Regions from separate parts of the Anas platyrhynchos genome. Here region 1 is linked to region 2. Evidence: chromatin contacts called from public Hi-C data. All regions are on one chromosome and are shown on one strand. Each heading gives the region's core, a stretch centred on a gene start, on an enhancer-like site or on the middle of the called end of the contact. The rest is flanking DNA. Distances are from core to core; before and after follow the strand shown. Region 1 holds the start of PROSER1 (proline and serine rich 1). Region 2 holds the start of COG6 (component of oligomeric golgi complex 6).

Region 1 (3,023 bases), core at 167-2,666, 290 kb after region 2:
GCAGACATTTTAAAGGCACAAATACATTGGATTAACAAGAATAGAAATTTAGTACTCTCACTCACTTGTCCCACGTAGACCAAACCATGAAGAGAATCAACAGCAACACAAAACGTTTGGCCAGTGAAATACTCTGGAATTTTAGGCCAGCTTATGTCCAGCTTGTACATCTGTTGCTGTCCCTTCGAAGGATAGAAGTAATCAAATGCTTTCAACACCTGACAATACAAAAATACATATCCATTAGCAGTTAGATTATACAACGGTGGGATGTTTGTTTACATCCAGTTTTAATAAATGTGAGGATCAGAACCGGCAATAGAAAGTAACTGTACTTACAGTAGTAAGTAAATGGATTTATTCAGGTTATAAAGGTAAACAGAAACAGGTTTTTAGTTATCATTTTGGACTATAATTGAGAAAACTTTAACAAACTGAAAATTAAGTAACAAAGCCGGTTGGATTGGGGAAGCTCTGGAACTTGAAGGCAAAAAACACACCCTGAAACTCCTTGTATCGAAGTTGCTGTTGCTACCTGTCAATGGACCCACACCAAAGAGGAAAACAGGAGAGAAGGTTTCAAATGCAACAGAATCAATAACTACTTCAAAAAAACAATGAAATCGGAAAAATAGGACAGCACAGATCAAGGAGGAAAGCTACACCATAGAAATGAGGAAGCGTAAGTAGGAACAGCACAGCTTCAGCACTTTAAAATGCGATGGAAGGAAAGCAGCTGCAGCTTTTTGGCTGTGCTGGCAGAGCCGAGGAAGGGAAGGGAGCACAGCTGCTCTCCTGCAAGCACCGGGCGGGGACCTCAGCGCTGAGGGATCCGGCTGGAGCTGAGCACTCACAAAACGGGGAATCGCTGGTGACTAAAAACCTTTTAATGTTGCTGTCCGCTGGAGGTAGGGCTCCGTGGATCGGAATCCAGAACGCCACAAACTGCCACGGCGCCCCCCTCCCCACACACACCCCGACACCCTCCCCACACACACCGGACTCCCCCCGGGGCCATGCCGGCGCCCCCCCGCCCACCTGCGAGCCCCCGATGAGGCCGAGCAGCACCAGCAGGGCGCCCGCCATCACCAGCCACGGCCCCAGCGCCCGCTTCCCCCTCATGGAGGCGAGGCCGGGCCGTGCCGGGCGGGCGGCGTTGCCATGGCAGCCCCGTGACAGCGGCTTGGGCCCCGGGCAGCGCCCGCCCACAAAATGGCGGCGGGGTGCCCAAAATGGCGCCGGCCTGGCGGGGTTGAGGAGAGGAGGAGGAGGAGGAGGCGCACGGGGGTAAGGCTCCGCGCTGCGTGCGGCGTTTCTGAGGAGCCGGGAGAGCTGCGAGGCCGCCTCGGGGGTGCTGCTTCTCCTCAGGCAGCGCGGAAGGCGAGCGGTGCCCACATTTGGCGTCACAGCGGCGCGCCCAGCAGAGCGGCAGGACCGGGGCAGCGGAGCTTCTCATCGCCTCGCCTCAGCTCGCTGCTGGGCCATGGCGAGCGGGATGGCCCCGCTGCTGCCCGTCTGTCCCTGTCCGTCTGTCCCGCGGCCAGCCGCCGTGCAGAGCCGTCAGCGCTAGCCTCAGGGGCTGGGGAGAGCCCGGGCCGCCTGTCCTGCTCGGTGTTTTTTTTAACTAATCTATAAATTTTTAACTAATCTATATATCTTAGCTAATTATATATATTTTTATATATCCTCTCGTTGAAATCTTTGGCCTGGAGTTTTTTTTTTTTTTTCCCCTACCCTTTTCGTGTATCTGCATTGAATGAACTAATAAAGATGGATAAGAAATCGTTTGAGACCGTGCTGGATGAAATTAGAAAGGTAACTTTTCGTTTTGCATGCCAGATTAACCATTTCATCTAGAATATGATGAACACACCGCGTTCATTTGTGTTCTTTAATAATCACTCGAGGCTCCAATAAAGACTAAATTGCACTTCAGTTTGAAAAACTATAATCCTGTGTTATTGCTATATCCTAGTCATTGTATATCAAATATAATAGCGTAAGGCTGTTGTGATGTGCTTGCTCTGTTTGAGATACTTCTATTCTCTGAGAAAAGTGATGTGATGTTAGTTCACTGCTGAAAGCATGGACCAGATGTACTTGAAAAAATGCTCGTCTGAAATAAACATTGGAATAAGTTATCATGACTTCTTCTCTGTCAAGGTAGAGGAGGATGAAAAGCCAAATTAGCCTAATAGTTCTTAATTGAGGGGAGGACATTTGCTTAGTTCATCTGGAGAAGTGGGTTTATAATGTGAGATATATTTTGTATATATTTAGGAGATTAAACACATAAGAGAGCTGATGACCAAGATGCATTCTGTGATCTCCCCCTGCTCAGGAACACGTGCATGCCTTCCTCCAGGTTGTGGAGTCCTGGATTTTGGTCCCCTTCATGGGCTCTCTTTGCACATCACCTGTTAAAAATGCCCTGAGCAAAATATTTGCTTGATGTGGGAAGCAGAGACACAAACAAAGCCTTGTTAGGCATTGGAATGGGCTGCCCAGGGAAGTGGTGGAGTCACCATCCCTGGAGGTCTTTAAAAGACGTTTAGATGTAGAGCTTAGGGATACGGTTTAGTGGAGGACTTAGTGTTAGGTCAGAGGTTGGACTCAGTGATCTTGGAGGTCTCTTCCAACCTAGATGGTTCTGTGATTCTGTGGAACCTAGGCTTCCCGTTATCTGACAGGTGCTCTCACTTCTTTCTGCACAGAGGCTTGCTTTTAACAGAGGAGCTAGAGGTCAGTGTTTAGGGCAATTCCCCAACTGCTGGAAGTGGACAAGGAGGTAGAAAAAAATGTCTGGACCCTTCAGGAACTGAGAGACAAATAAAAGGATAATTCCTGCCTTGTGTGGGAAGTGCAAACCTGGGGTGAGGCATTTTGCTGTAGCTGAAACATTAAATCAGGGGTGATGTATGTCACTAGTGTGCTGGTAAAGCTGTGGTGGTGAGGAAAGGAAGGGCTTGTCCTGGGAGTTTGTTATCATGAGCTGTTTTGGGGGGGGGGTGTTTGCCTGCAGA
Region 2 (2,901 bases), core at 239-2,738:
CTGTAAAACTGCTACCTCTTTAACTTGCTTGAATATGTGGACAAATTCTTCATTTATGGCTAAGCTTCGTCGTTCAATGTCTCCACGCAAATTTCTTCGGGTCCGCAAGCTATTTTCAACAAAAAAGGTTGAGAGAGCCTTGAGTGCTTCCAGCATTTCCTAAAAAGTAGAAAGGCAAATTAAATTAACATTTCACTAGGTTATAAAGAAGCACATTGCACAGTCTGCAGCCACCCCAAATTCACTGCTTTAGACAAAAAGGTACAGTATAGAATCACAGGATCATGAAGGTTGGAAAAGACCTTCAAGATCAATTGGTCCAACCATCCCCCTACCACCAATGTCACCCACCAAACCATGTCCCCAGGCACCACGTCCAACCTCTTCTTGAATACCCCCAGGGACGGTGACTCCACCACCTCCCTGGGCAACCCGTCCCAGTGCCTGACTGCTCTTTCTGAGCAGAAATGTCTCCTCACTGCCAACCTGAACCTCCCCTGGCACAGCTTGAGGCCATTCCCTCTGGTCCTGTCACTGGTTACCTGTGAGCAGAGGCCGACCCCCAGCTCCCCACCCCTTCCTTTCAGGCAGTTGCAGAGAGCAATGAGGTCTGCCCTGAGCCTCCTCTTCCCCAGCCCAAACACCCCCAGCTCCCTCAGCCGCTCCTCACAGGCCTTGTGCTCCAGGCCCCTCACCAGCTCCGTAGCCCTGCTCTGGACACGCTCCAGGGCCTCCATGTCCTTGTAGCGAGGGGCCCAAAACTGAACACAGTACTCGAGGTGCGGCCTCACCTGAGCCAAATACAGGGGGACGATCACCTCCCTGCTCCTGCTGGCCATACTGCTCCCGACACAAGCCAGGATGCCGTTGGCCTCCTTGGCCACCTGGCCACACTGCCGGCTCAGGTCTCTCGTCTTTGTATATGTTTTAACAGACTCTTATCTATTTATTTTTTTCCTTTATAACTGCTTTAACCAGAAAGCTCACAGCTGGTTAAAGCACGACTACAAAACACCTCAACCAGGAGAAGCCTCAGCGGTGCCACCCCAACTACGTGGCACCAGCGTCCCCAGCACGGGCAGCGATGCGGGGCATACCCCGAGGGGCCAAAACCCAACTTTTATCCCCAATTCCCACTGCAGACCCCTGCCTGCCCCCGGGGACAGCGCCGGGGGCTCCCTTCTCCCTTCGGGGAGCCTGCGGGGGCCCTGCGGCCCCCGGCCCGGCTCTGCCGCCCCCTTGGCCCCCCTCAGCGGCGGTGCCGGAGCCCGGCTCCCCACCTTGTCGTTGTCCAGCCGTGTCTCCAGGATTTTATTGAGCTTTCGGGCCAGCGGGTTGATGCCGGGGCCCGCCGGGGCTGCGACCTGCGGCGGGGCGGCGGTGTCGGCCATGGCTGCGTGCGGCGGCGGAGCGGCTCCCGAGGAAACGCGCTCCCCGGGCTTTGGTTCCTCCTGCAAGGCTGGCGCTGTGTGACAGGCAGACAGACAGACAGGCACCGACAGACACACAGAAAGTCACCCTCTGCCTGCTCCACAAGCGTGGTGCCGGCTACGGTCCCGAGATCCTGCAGCTTGCAGGGCGGGAGCCGAGTTGAGTCCGTCTGGGGGGCGCGGAGGGGACACGGGCTCACAGAGGCCGCCGAGGGGCTTTGAAAGATTAACCTTTTAAAGTTGGAATTGTAAAAGATTTCTCTGTTTTACTTACACGCTGCATTCCTGGAATACCTATCTGTAATCCTGCAAACATACTTTGTTAGTATCTGAAATGGGGTTCGTTACCATTCGGGTTGGTTATGAGACCAAAATACACGACCCCTGGTACCTGCAGTTCTTAGGGAACAAGGAAAATTTGGAGATTTGTGATAAGAAAAAAGATTATCTTCCTGAGGTCGCATGGCTGTATTCATTTCATGCTTGCTGTGTAAATGAGTGTAACTAAAAAAAGAAATGTAAAAGAAATGGGCTATTGTTATACAAATGAAAGTAAAAGCATGTCAAAATGGGGAGATCTTACATTGGCCATTCATTTACTGAAACAGATTATAGCTCTGAGGTTTGTTTTCTTCTTGTCATGTCATTTTCTTCTTGTAGATAGTCAGCAAACAGATCTTCATGTGTTTTTAGACACCTAGTTTCCCTCCTTAGCTTCTGTGTCTCTGCCCTATTTTGTTGGTATTACCTCTTCCCAGACGTCCCTTACTTCTGACCAAGCTTCCAGGAGCCAGGATCTCCCTTCTCCATGTTAGGAATCTGCTTTAAAAAGATTAGACAGATTTAGACAGGTTTAATTTTTTAAAAAATTAAGAGATAAAACATGCAGTCACAGGTGCATGCCATCACAGATGTGAGCAATTATATTTAAGCATGTAAAGAAAACTCCATTATTAGAAAGATCGCATCCCAACTTGAAATTGGATATTGCTACCAGCCTGAACAAAAATTCCAATGCCATTAACCTGTTGGATGAGTTGACACAGCAAAGGCACACCTTGAACTCAGAAGGACTTTAACATCTAAAGAACCACAAGTGTCAAGATAAGATCATTGCCAAGCCTCATCCAGCAAGTTATACCACAGACATATAAGGAACCACAAACGTTTTCCTCTGTCAGTTGGTGCATGTACTGTCTTTTGAAGCATCCACTTTTGCTTTCAGACGCTCCTTGATGGAAGTGTATCTTTTCATGAATTTGTTTCAGGAGCCAGGTTACTTCTAGATAAGTCAGTAACCTATAGGATTTTGAAACAGTATGTGTTTATCTGTGCATGTGTTCCCCAAGAAAAATAAAAAGAAATAATCAAGGGAACACATTTTAATCTCCTATAACTGAGAGAAGCATTTGTATAAGAGCACCAGGGCTTATATATATATACACACATATATATTGTGTGTGTGTCTAGG

What was found. A called contact is a pair of places that touch in the nucleus more often than the background predicts.
Region 1: a contact with region 2 is called in a Hi-C map of F5 follicle, with 4 times the contacts expected there. The contact joins the promoter of PROSER1 here to the promoter of COG6 in region 2. A contact is called at or near these places in 7 of 8 Hi-C or Micro-C datasets (F1 follicle, F5 follicle, liver and 3 more).

What each region holds. Positions count from the first base shown.
Region 1 is chr1:180,588,927-180,591,949 of IASCAAS_PekinDuck_T2T, forward strand. It overlaps PROSER1 (proline and serine rich 1), which reads left to right and starts at 1,417. Exons shown (of 13, transcript XM_072032587.1): 1 at 1,417-1,815. The coding sequence starts at 1,771. It overlaps NHLRC3 (NHL repeat containing 3), which reads right to left and starts at 1,452. Exons shown (of 7, transcript XM_038178839.2): 1 at 1,039-1,452; 2 at 66-218. The coding sequence starts at 1,452.
Region 2 is chr1:180,298,879-180,301,779 of IASCAAS_PekinDuck_T2T, forward strand. COG6 (component of oligomeric golgi complex 6) reads right to left here and starts at 1,489. Exons shown (of 19, transcript XM_038174145.2): 1 at 1,281-1,489; 2 at 16-159. The coding sequence starts at 1,391.